3 separate regions of the Sus scrofa genome follow, and all the other regions are linked to region 1. Evidence: chromatin contacts called from public HiChIP or PLAC-seq data. All regions are on one chromosome and are shown on one strand. The core of a region is the stretch at or near the end of the contact, and the rest is flanking DNA. Distances in the headings are between cores, read along the strand shown. Region 1 overlaps ATXN1 (ataxin-1). Region 2 overlaps ATXN1 (ataxin-1). Region 3 overlaps ATXN1 (ataxin-1).

Evidence for each region. HiChIP or PLAC-seq counts read pairs in DNA pulled down with a chosen protein or histone mark.
Region 2: an H3K27ac HiChIP or PLAC-seq map of skeletal muscle shows a contact between it and region 1, with 5 times the contacts expected there. The contact joins two enhancer-like sites. A contact is called at or near these places in 1 of 5 promoter capture datasets (fetal skeletal muscle), 5 of 47 Hi-C or Micro-C datasets (embryonic fibroblasts, heart right ventricle, psoas muscle and 1 more) and 2 of 2 datasets of contacts at active chromatin or transcription factors (alveolar macrophages and skeletal muscle).
Region 3: a contact with region 1 is called in an H3K27ac HiChIP or PLAC-seq map of skeletal muscle. The contact joins two enhancer-like sites. A contact is called at or near these places in 4 of 5 promoter capture datasets (fetal liver, fetal skeletal muscle and liver), 14 of 47 Hi-C or Micro-C datasets (brain, embryonic fibroblasts, epiblast stem cells and 8 more) and 2 of 2 datasets of contacts at active chromatin or transcription factors (alveolar macrophages and skeletal muscle).

Annotation. Positions count from the first base shown.
Region 1 is chr7:12,713,137-12,717,330 of Sscrofa11.1, forward strand. ATXN1 (ataxin-1) reads right to left here. Exons shown (of 8, transcript XM_021099774.1): 2 at 593-734. Among named protein-coding and RNA genes, the nearest start is that of ATXN1, 16 kb to the right of the region's middle. Within about 2 kb of position 1,820, at least 29 of the 83 cell types and tissues checked have an H3K27ac peak or open chromatin away from gene starts, as enhancers often do. A contact at or near this core is called in skeletal muscle, where this site is marked.
Region 2 is chr7:12,447,188-12,450,971 of Sscrofa11.1, forward strand. All of the region lies in intron 6 of ATXN1 (ataxin-1), which reads right to left. Among named protein-coding and RNA genes, the nearest start is that of GMPR, 190 kb to the left of the region's middle. Within about 2 kb of position 1,889, at least 5 of the 83 cell types and tissues checked have an H3K27ac peak or open chromatin away from gene starts, as enhancers often do. A contact at or near this core is called in skeletal muscle, where this site is marked.
Region 3 is chr7:12,315,842-12,319,940 of Sscrofa11.1, forward strand. The region is part of intron 7 of ATXN1 (ataxin-1); the gene reads right to left. Among named protein-coding and RNA genes, the nearest start is that of GMPR, 63 kb to the left of the region's middle. Within about 2 kb of position 2,515, at least 21 of the 83 cell types and tissues checked have an H3K27ac peak or open chromatin away from gene starts, as enhancers often do. A contact at or near this core is called in skeletal muscle, where this site is marked.

The DNA.
Region 1 (4,194 bases), core at 570-3,069:
TCCATGCTCTCCCGACTCCACTTAGGCAGTTTCCTCGTCTTCTCTGCAACTCAGAACCATGAGTCATCAACCCTGCCTATACCCTGTGTCTGCCTGACTCTCCAGGTCAAAAAAATGCACTGTGCACGAAGAAATCAGGAAGTTGTAAAATCCGAACAGACACAGAGGAATTCAAGATCCAACAAACACTGGTTGCTACTGAACAAACAAGCCCGTCTCCCCACACACGGGCCACACTCCACCAAGAACCAAAAACGTGAAAACCTTGACTTAAGAGAGCTATTGGGGAGCAAAACATTTCTCACCGGCTTTCGGTACAAGGGACACAGCATATGGCCGGGCTCGAGCCCAACACACGACAATCAGCCACTGCAAAGTCAAACGTGGACCACTTCCTAAACCAAAGAAGTCAAAAAGAGAGATCCTTCGAATCCGAGTTTGAAAAAAACCTCGGCGATGTCTCCAATTCCCACACATACGGTCTGCAAAGATCTTCCACGGCTACAAAGGGCGCAAACGTGGCCAGTAGGACATCTTCCCACGTCAGGCTTTATCCTCGGATGGAAACTAGAGAGCAAGGCAAAACTCTCACCTGATGTGAGACACACTTCCCTGCCGCGGACGAGGAAGAGGGGACCGCCACCGCTGCCGCCACCGCCGCCGCCGCCGTCCGACGATGACAGACAAATCTGCAGCTTGAATGGGACACCCTGGCGATCTGCTGCACGATCGGCCTGCAAGGGTCCGGGGGATGCAGAAGAGGAAATCCAAAATGAAAAACAGAACACGTGGCCTTAAGAACCATTTCCACCTGAAGGCGTCCAAGCACTGACATCTAAATTTGAAGAACATCACGTTTTGCATGGTGTTCTGAGAATCACACAGCTACCAGCCAGCGCAAAAGGCAGGTCTGGTTCTATTCCATAGGGCTCGGAGGGAGGCCAACACACACAAAAAAAGGTCATTCCTTCAATCAAATTAAGAGCGTGGTCGCCCCATGTGCGCCAGCTACTGTCATGCTTTTCTGTAATGATTCTAACCAATCACCTCATAAACACATCAGAGTAATCACAGGACAATCAGGTGAAAATGGGCATGGATTGAATAGTAATTGAGCCAGAGTCTAATTTTCATGAGGCATATATTATACCATCAACATGCAACCTGAGGGAGAATCATGAAACACCACAGTTATTAGCACACCAGTCTAATGGGATAGAAAGAAAAAGAATCGAATGCAGGAAAAAAAAAAAAAATTTTAAGTATGCACAGACTCACTAGACTTTCCGCTAAACTGTCAATGATTTAATTACTGAATGTATGTCTACTTGACTTTCATTCTGCCACAACATCCTGTTCATGGTTAAGGAAAAATTACCCACTGTATGATGAATGAGTGAATCTGTGAATGGATGAATGAAAGAGAGAAAGAATCAAGCTTCCATATACCTTTCCATCAGGGAGCTTGGTGCTTGTAGTAGTTTTTGTGAGGTAAAGACCTACGCATAGAAATGGAAGAAGGTGAGGACTTGAACGGCTCACATAGGTGCCAGCCCTATCTCTTCAAAAAATATTTTAAAATACTGGTGGTTCCCAACTGTCCACATTACATGGAATCGGTAGCACTGTTATTATAAAAGACTCCCCCAACTGGTCATGGCTGGGCTGATTTTTTAGTCTTTGATTACTGGAGCTGATCTGCATATTTGTTTAGGCTGGTTTTAAATTTAGTTTGGGTTTCCTAAGCCCACGCCAGGTAACAGTAGGAAGGAGAAGGCCCAGGATTATATTGGGTGTCAGAAAGAAACTATTCTGGAGCTATGAATATGATCTCCAATGTGAATAATCTGTAAACAGGTAAGTGAGCCAATTATCCTTGGGTACATGGCAACACATCTCATGATTATTTTCATCCATACACACTCACTATTTTTAAGAGCACAGCCCAGCTGGAAAGGAAAATAATTTCGATTGCCTTCCAACACTTTTCAAAGTAATGAACAGTAGCCAAAATAGGCTTCCTTCAAGCTAACCCATTCACCAAGTATTTATTTAAGCATCTACTGCATGCCTGGGACCTAGAGGCAGAAGTAAGGTTTCTGGGCCTTGGTTTCCCCACAGGTAATCAGTAAGCGTTAAGGAAGAAGAAAGCTGTTCTGGACTGTAACATCCTTGAAGTCCTTAGCAGACACTATCCCTCCGTTAAGAAGTTTGTTGAGTTACAAATATAAATAGGGGTCACGTTAAATAGAAGCGCACAGAATTCCGTTTACTCTCACACAGTACATGTTTTAAGGGGTGGGGTGATCCTGGTGTTATCTAGTAACGTCGTTTTCAAATAAGGCATCAAAATACTTGATCATCATTTGTGAACAAGGTGCGGGGACCAGGGATTTGCAGAGTGCTTGCGTTATGAGCTAACAGTTGAGAGAGTGCTGGCTTGCAAATCGACGTGTGCACACACAATCCTATTTACATATCACCTGGCAGATAAGGTTTTATAGAGTCCAAATTACAGTCTCTGCTCAAGTGCAGAGAACAGTCAAACATGAGGCAAAGGCTGTAAAATATTAATTCACTCTCGCATTGGCATGCCTACTTATTTCAAAAGCACTTGTGTTGCTACACTAGTTAGAGTAATTAAGAGTTAAGACAACTTGCTGTGTTCCATCAGAGAAGAAACGCAAGAATAAAGGCAAAGCAGAGTGGATTTGTTGCAACAATAATATACGAGAAAATCGCTTACAGACTTATACAATACATATCCACTAAAGAAACGGAATACTTAATATTTTAAAAGCCCAGCAGAGCAACGTAACACAATATTACTAATAGTGGAATATTACTAATAGTGGAAGATTAAATGGCCTAAATAATACTAATGTGAAAGTCAGTAATGAGAAGAAAATATAGAAATAATATAAATACAGAAGATACTATAAATACTTCAGGGAGAGGAGGCCAAAGCTCAGGGTGTGATAAAGGACAATGTGCCATGCACAGTGACACACAAAAAAATTTCTTTGACTGTTAGAAGCGTAAATGTTTACAGCTCAGCAGCTATGACAATTAGCACTAAAAACTTCTGCTAAACAACTCGTTCAAACCGTGTCAGTTAAAGAGGACCTAAGTAGAGAAAAAGGAGTTCTCAGCCCAAATCTAAACACCATAATCAGGGGAAACCTCTGCCCTCTCAAGTCTCAAATTCTGATTCCACTACAATGAAACCTCTGAAAAGTCATTTTCAGGTTAAGGATACAAATTTGCTTACACCATAGCCATTATCATCACATTTTCATTACTCCACAAATGGGATGCATTAAAAGTTATAAAAAAAAATCAATGAAACATTTCTGCTAACCTCCAATATGTCAAGGAGAATATACTGCTTGTTTTTTTTTTTTTTTTTTGTCTTTAAAAGTTCTAAACTTGTTTTAGTATATTTGAGACGGTAACCTGTGTTACAGATATGTATAGTACATGAGTATGAAAAGTTCAGATTTATAAGGCTTATACTATACATTACTATACTGATGAAGACAAAAATATATAAGTTATGGAGTAAGAAAAAGAGCTCTAAAAACTATTTCCATAGAGATTATTTACCTAAACCTTTTTATCACTCCTGCAATTTTAAGAATTTACATGTTTTTAAAACCTTGCTCCAAATACAACTCTTTCAGCCAACATTTAAAAACATTCTCTAAAAGTAGCACTCAGTATACTCGTTATTATACCATCTCTTAAAGAACTTTGGCGTGAGGATTTTGTTAAACTGGACTAAATGAAACTAAAATCCGAACAGCATAATTGAGGACTACAAAATTCATTCTTAAAAAAAAAAAAAAAAAAAAAAGCAGCAGCAGCAGCTCTGTGTGGAACGCCCTAGAACAAAAATGATTTTCTCTTTGGGATTTCTATGATTTATTATTTTCAATGCTTTCTACAAATTAAGGAGAGCCTGATTCTCATAACCTCGGAAGTATGAGCAAAACTAAGTCTGTTCTTTGAAGCAGTTAAGCTGCACATATCAAAAGATGAAAAGCAAGAGAAATCAAATCGTCCATGTCCCCCATAAAAATACTCTTCTGTCTTGCTGTACTATGTCATCTTACATATGCAGGTATTGAAGCTTTTCAGAGCCTAAACTATGTGTTACTGGCAGACAACTACAGTTTAGAAGAATTAACATTC
Region 2 (3,784 bases), core at 639-3,138, 270 kb before region 1:
CCAAACCTAGATATGAGTCCAAAAGCCCTTATTTGGGACAAATCCCTATAAACTTGGGATGCTGTTAAATGGAAGCAAGAAAACTACCTCCCTTTGAAAGGCAGGGAATTAAAAGCACACAGGAGGAAAGCTTGCCTGTGGTCCTGGGGGTGGGAAGAGTAAGAAAACCCATGTGTCCGTTCTTAGCCTGATGCGTCTGCTCCTGGACCAAGCCCAAGGCAACCTCATCTTCTCCTTAGTTATAAATAGCTCGATTCACACCTACCCCCGTGACTGACAAGAGCAAATTCAAGAGAGAGAGAGAGAGAGATAACAGTTCCTTTCTATTCTAGATGTTCTTCCAATTACTGTATATCTAGATAGGTCGTGGGGGGAAAAAAGCATGAAGCATGACACTCATGAGACCTAATTGGGCTATCATCTGCTTTACTGAATCTCTTTTTGAAAAGCAACCAACCAGAGAAGGATTTTAATCTTCCAACTTTAATGTAATTCACATTCTGTATCTATTATTCATATCAATAGGCGAGAACTGACTTCACTGCCTGTGTACCATGAAGAATGATGAATATTTAGCATTAAATATTGAATTAAGAGTTACATGATGATCCTTGGGGGGGGGGGAGAAATCAACTCTGCCTCTCCACTGTATCAAAAGGCACCTAATAGGTATTTCTTGTTCTAGGAACACACAATGTCTTCTACCATTTAAACCATTTTAATGACTTAAAATAATGACCTGTTAGGCATGCCACATGCTTGTCAAACAAAACGGATTTATTTTACTTAAGAAACATCTTGGAAACACAGAATGCTCTGAAAGTACAAACGACTCCCTCGGATACTCTTTTTTTGTCCAAATACTATTTCTTCTAATTCCAGTTCCAGATCTTCAATACCTATCCTGATTCTAGGTGTGAAGGGGGGCATTAATATTTGTTGAGCACATAAAGTGTGCTAGAAATGTTCAGTTACAACCCTAATTGGCTTTGCCATCCAGAAGACATGGGCATAATGCTGTTATCTCGGCTACGCATGCTCATTCAGTGGAGTAAGGGCTGAAAGGTCTCTGAGAGTACCAGCATTCTTTCCGTGATGAAAGGTACTAATAATACTGCATGTCCTTTGTGGGCTCCCCATGTTCTGGGGAAACCCTTTCACCAGATTCCCTGGTTCCCCACACACCCAACAAGTTTTGCACGTGGACCCACCTTGACTTTGTTAAAAAAACAAACAAAAAAAAAAAACAACGTCCTGACATCTCCATGCCAACAGGGATGGAAGCACTCTCTCGGAGAAAATGCCAGCCAAAGACACCGGCTAGGGGCTTCCGTGATTAATTGGCTATGGAGTAACATCCCCATGACATCCATTGTCAACTGACTGCCCATTTGCGACGTTATCCAGGCAAGGCCAACTATGTTAGTGGCTTTAAGATATCAAGCATCTGCGTTCTGTTGGATGCAAACCAGAAGAGGGGGAAAAAGTCACTTAGTGCCAATTTAATCTGGCATAAAGGGAGGAGGAGAGTAATTAAGGAGAAGAGGACAAGGCGAGGAGTGTTCCTTTGCAAGGCTGCATACGGAGCCCATTCAGAGAGCTCCAGTTACACGGAACTGCTTTCAGGCCAGACCTGTCAACAGGAAAGAAGCCAAGATCGACTATTGTGGCTATTCCCTTTAACCTCCCTTGACCTCTGATTCCTCCCAAACATCTACCCACATCCCCAACTCTGAACACCGGGGCTGATTAAGCATGGGAACATTAACCCAACTCACAAGAAAACGGACAGCATCTGATATTCTGAGATCCCCTAAGACCCTGGCCAGGCATTCCCCCCACACTGCCTGGGCTACCCATTCATCAACCTGTTATTCTCCACAGGACACCGTGTGTACCAGCAAGACCATGTGGTCCACGAGCCCGCGTAAGTGACACCCCTACGATAGTGACATCCTCCTCCTGGAGACCTGCCCGAATGAAGGAAATGGAAAATCCTCTTTGAGCAAGGTGACTGCCAACTCCCTCCTGACCCTCCAGAGGCCACCCTCTTCCACTGCGATTCCCCAGCTTGCCTTTAGGGAAGCGCCAGCCGGCAGGTTGCTAGGACAACTGGCATCATTGCTGGGGCACAGAAATAGATCGCCAGCAGAGCTGGGAACCTGGACTGTAAACTTCGATGACAGCAACAAGATACCATTTGGCAGCTAATCTGCTGCACTGAAGGCGTGACAGACCAACAGTACCCCGTGGACAGCTCTCACCTTGACATACCATCCTTTAAGCCACACTTGCACTTGCTACAGTGGTGACAGAGAAGCGGCAAGAGACTCGCTGCAGACAGAGGCTGAATGACTCCATTCCAAATGACACCAACTAGTAGATATGCAAAAACTAACATTTGTCTATTTAATTTATTAGTCTTTTGAAAGGGCGGGCGGCGGGGAGGCTGTTCATAAGCAGAAAGAGGAGAACCAGAAACAGGTAAAACAACTGACGCTGCCAAAGAGAAGGGAAAAGAAATCTGTTTGCACAGGCAATAGCTGTCCCAGTTCTCAACAACAGCATCCTCCTCTCATACCCCCTTTCCTTGGAGGACGAGGAGGAAAAGACAAAGGAGACTGGGAAGGTAGGGCCTGCCACGGTAGAAAGAGGGAACAATCTTTGGGTCCAGTTCTCTTTGTTCTGCGGGGAAAGTTTCCCAACACTTTTAACGGGTAGCAACTCGCAGGAGCTGCAGACATGAAGACTGCCTATCAAAGTCTTGGATTTTAGCCCTGGAGTAATTACCATTTTTTTCCTAGTTCTATGCAAGCTGCAAAGACTTGGAGAAAAAAAAAATGAAATGAGGAGCAACCTAATGGAAATTTTCAGGGAACAGTGTTAGCAAGAGCATTTTCCTTTCCAGATACGCAAAACACGGTACCCTGATGTCTGTAAGGATGGCTCATGTGGTATCACAGCCTAGCACCCGGGCAGGGGTCCTGATCAGTGAATTCTGCTGGCACTGTGGACAAGTCCATCCCAGGGCTACACACTCATGGCTCGAAGAGAGAGAGACGGTCACCAGACGTGCATGATAAAGGTATCGAAAAAGAAGTGACATTTAGCGGTGGAAGAAGATGGCTGAGTCCCAAGAGCCTGACAAGTGCTTAATGGAGTTTTGGAAATAAACAGATTCGGAATGAGACTGCCATTCATATCCCGTTAATAGTTCCCCTTTGGGGGATTCTTGCTTAAGGAAGTCGTTTCAGAATGTAAGCACAGACAGAAAAATGACATCGAAAGACTGACGTCCTCCACCATAGTTTTCCAACAGCTATGTTTTCTACCTCGCCTAAAACACAGTGTGTATTTGTTGAAAAAGACCTTCTCTGAATCACGGAATGTTGTTATTCAAGGGTCTGCAAATGATGAACATAATCCTCAGGATATAGAGAAGATGGATTGAGTCTTCTAAGAGTCCACCTGGCATAATTTATTCTATAGCTGGCACGAGAAATGTAATAGGAATATACGCGGAGGGAGGGGTTAAAGGATGTCCTGGTCTTAAAAAAAAAATGATTGTTTTCCAAAAGTGAAAAATGTGCAGAATTACAAGAATGACATTATCTCTTTGTCTTTTTACATTCAGTCCCAAGAACAATTTTTATTTGTTGATGGGAACCGGCAGATTTTATTTTGGCTTTATGACAAAACAATGTCATTTCGTTCCTGGTTGTGCCTCACTTTTTCTAGAGGAAAGCAAAGGGGAAACATTTTTTAAGAGGAGTAAGGAAAATGA
Region 3 (4,099 bases), core at 1,265-3,764, 400 kb before region 1:
GCACTGAATATTAAGTAGCCACTAAGGAGGTAAAAGAAAGCAGTCACCTCGTGAATCTGGGAAGTGACAGACAGCCCTAATAACAAAAGACGCCTAGCACTTGAGGAAGAAGCAGTCAACAACAGTACTTCATAATCTACTCCAATTCTACAAAATTTTGTGTACTCTTCAGAAAAGTTGAGCCTGGGGACTGTGAGATGGAAGGAAGGGGAGAGACTGTTCACAGGCCAGCTGGAAGCCGAGGGCTCCCCAGGGGGGCCATCCTGGGCAGGTGGTACCCAGTGGGCATGATGCTAAGATCCTCTCTGGAAAAGAGAGGTATGTGAGCGCCTGTATCTGTACCGGTCCTCTTACTGATGTGCAGGGCTGGACCACCTAACCATCCGACCAGGCCAGCTCACACTCAGAAAAGCAGAGCTTGTATCACATGCACGCAGGCGGACGTGCAGTCACGTTGCCTCCCTCACAGGAACAGCAGGATGGACGTGTCTGGGCCATCCAGGGGACAGGCCACAGGAAGAGAGGCAGGGGAAAAAGGGCTCATTGGGAAAGTTCAGCCTTCTTTCTAGACTTTTCTGGACTGTCTCTCCTTCCATAAACTCTTTTGAGAGCATGAAGCCTTTTTTTTTTTTCTTTTTTTTTTTTGTGGGGGGCCGCACCTGCAGCATATGGAAGTTCCCAGGTGAGGGGTCCAAGCAGAGCTATAGCTGCTGGTCTACACCACAGCCACAAGCAGCACGGCATCTGAGCCAAGTCCATGACCTACACAACTCTCATGGCAATGCCAGATCCTTAACCCACAGAGTGAGGCCAGGGATCAAACCTGCATCCTCATGGGTACTAGTCGGGCTCGTTACCACCGAGCCACAATGGGAGCTTCTGAGAGCCTTAAGGCTTTTATTCATTTTTCAGAAGCTAACCTTTCTCTTCTCAGGGTCAAAGTCACCCAAGTGGAAGCAGGCAAGGGAAACCCACATTGGTGAGGACCTACGACGTGCTCTGTGTACCGCGCTGGTTCCCTTGAATGCATTTTCTTTCATTCTAACAACAGCCTGATTCTCTATACCACGATGTAAGCCAAATGCAAGGTTCACACGTAATTTGCACCAGGAAGCGTTTGTGCAATAATCTGTACAAGATTTGCACAGTCTAATGCTACGGAGTGCTGGAGGACGGATTCAGCCTTGGGTCTTTTTGGCTCCAGGTCCTGCCTTTTCCGACCACCTCATCTCCTTCCCACCCAAGCAGACAATGCTCTATCCTCCTGCTGAATCACATTGGCTTCCGCATTGATGCTAGCCCCTGCAATGTCCTTCTGGGATGCGTCACAGACTTATGGCCTTGAACTTGGAGAATATTAAGTGGTTTCTATTTGGGAGTGTGGCCCAAGGGAAGTCATTCTGCTGTCCACGGGGGTTCTCAGCCAGAAACACCAGGGCCGAGAGAGGACCGCATGCCCGAAGCTGTGACTCTCCCCCCGCTGGGGTGGTGCTACTGGTCTTTCACCAGGGGGCCACCAAGAGGCTTTCTGCAGTGCACACGGCACTTGTGTTCTTCAAGAGCACCTGGGTGGGGAGCTGGGGAGGCAAGGCTGCTTTGCTTGTGCCACAAGGGACAGGACGGGTAGGACAAAACCACAGGGATGGTGACACATACGTGAAAGCATTTTTCTCCCACAGTGCCTCATCTGGCGCTTCAGCCGAAGACCGCCCTGGAGGCATCTTTCCATAACAATTAGGAAGTCCGCTCCTAAAAATAATCCTTCACAGGCAAACTCCCTTGGCTCTACACAGGATGGCTTTCCTTCCCCTTAGGTCTGCGCACTATTAGCATGACGTGGGGGACGTTCTCCTTCGTGTCCCCTCACCCCTCTTTGGTTTTTGCTTAGTGGACGCTGGTAAATCTTACAAGGGCTGCTGCTTGCAAGGCAGGAAAGGGAAGGGTTACGGAAACAGACGTGATCTTCTCTAAGGAATCACTTACCCATTTTAGAGACGAGAAAACCCTGAGCTGAGAGGTGAGACCTCCCATCTCTCGGCTGACCAGACCCCAAGATCCTGGCTTCTCCATACCTGCCACTCTGCACTCACTGAGGATGCCCATGGCAGGGTGTGAGGTCAAGCCTCCCTGCGGTGGTCCTGCCGCTGTGCAGGATTCGTGCCTGGGGGGGGCTAAAGCCATCTGTCCACCCCTCCCCTTTCCTTCCTCAACTTCCCCAAGGCAACTTTGTGATTTTGCTAATTAAGCTGAACACTTGGCAGAGTTCTACACCTCCCCATGGGCGCACGTGTTAGTGGTTTCTAACCAGCTGAGAAGACAGGGGCTGCCTCTCCAGGCCAAGGGAGAGAACCGGAGAGCCACACGGAGGAGGGAGGGAAGCCCTCCGTCCTCGGAGCGTAAATTCAATCCAGACATTCATGCTCTCTTGCCTTCCCTCTCCCCGCCTCGCCCTCTCTCTCTGATTCTCTACTGACTCTGCTCCTGTCACATGCCGCCAACACAGCTGGTGGAGTATTTTCGCTGTGATGATGTCAGCCTGTTTCTGATAGGCTTCTGGGTACAGTGACAGATCACAGGCTGTGTCAGAGCCCCGCTCTCCTGTTTCGACTGCTTGAAACCCAAGTCACCCTTGTGAGCTGCCCAGGGTCTTCCTGTCCATCTTTGCTGGGGAGGAAAGGACACTTCACACATGGACGCCAATGGCTTGATCATTTAACTGTTCACGCTGCAGAGTATGGAGCACGGACGACCCAGGGAGATGCTTCCTCTCTAAGAACTGCCAGGTCAATTGGGCATCTGGGGCTCTGCGGAGGCTACCAGGCTTTGGGGATGAAGCTCCCAGCTCAGAGCTGCTCTTTACGGAGAGTTGAAAGAGGTGCCAGAGAGGAGACTGGTGCCTTTCAAAACAACCCCTTCTCCTTCCTTGCCTACCTCTGTTCACACTGACGCTTTCAGGATTAAAAGGACCATGAAAAAACATTTACTTTTCCTTATTTATTTTCTAGGCTTTACCTGGGGTCTACGAAAACACAGCTTTGTTAAAGACTAGTAGCCACCCCAATCCATGTAGGAAGGTGAGAGTAAGCAGCACTTACAAATGCGTAGTGGGTCCTAAATAATGATGCCCCCTTTCAAATATCCTGATTTTTGTTCTTTTTCTTTTTTTAGAATTAGAATGTTGAGAATACTTTCTTGGGCCTTATCAAAGCCTATGGTAACAGCTCACCATCAAAAAAAAAAAAAAAAAAAAGTCTTTGGGGCTAAAAGCTCTTGGCAACGCAGGCCCCCTGACATTCACTGTGCACAAGCAGTTCTGGAAAACGTTTTGAAAAAGCAGTCTCTCCCACCTCACTTGATCTTTTAAAAAGTATACTCACAATTCAAGCCATTAACTAGTTTGTCTTCACTGTTGGTTTTAGTTGCTTTGAATCCCAACCATGCCATGACCATTTTGTAGCTCATTTCAACCTAAAGGAGGCGCTGTCACAAAGGCGTGGATGGAACCACGCAAAGTCCTGGACAGAACCGTTCCCAGAGGGAGTGATGCTCTCCAGCCCCAACCAAGGAAGTTCCCAACCCTGGGGGGTGAGGGGTGGGGGTGCGGGGCAATTCTGTTGGATTCCAAGCAAGCTGGGCATGCAACTGCTGTTTCCATACAAACAGGCAGAATAAATGCATTCAAGTGATTTAAGAGACTGGAAAAGAATGGACTGAAGGAACCATGGGAATTAAGAGAGTTGATCACAGTCCAGTTTTAACGTGACTCAGCTTGGCAGCAACCGGCCCTTGGGGTTCCATTTATCAGAAGCCCAGGCCTGACTTTCCAGATATCAACCATGCCTTTTATTCTCTATATCTGATGCTTTGACATCTTGAAGCCTTGCTGACTCTGGAGGGACTGCCCCTCCCTGGGTTCGCTAATTCCTAGAGACAACCAACAACTCACTTGCCTGGGAGAATGTCCTTTGTATGCAAAGCAAACACCCACATCCCAGCCACTTCCTCTAGCGGGTGCTCACAGGGTCACTATCACTCCTGCCCTGACCACTCCAGGGCCAGGTACCAGGCACCTAGGGCCAGCCCCAAGCCCAGAGCCTGC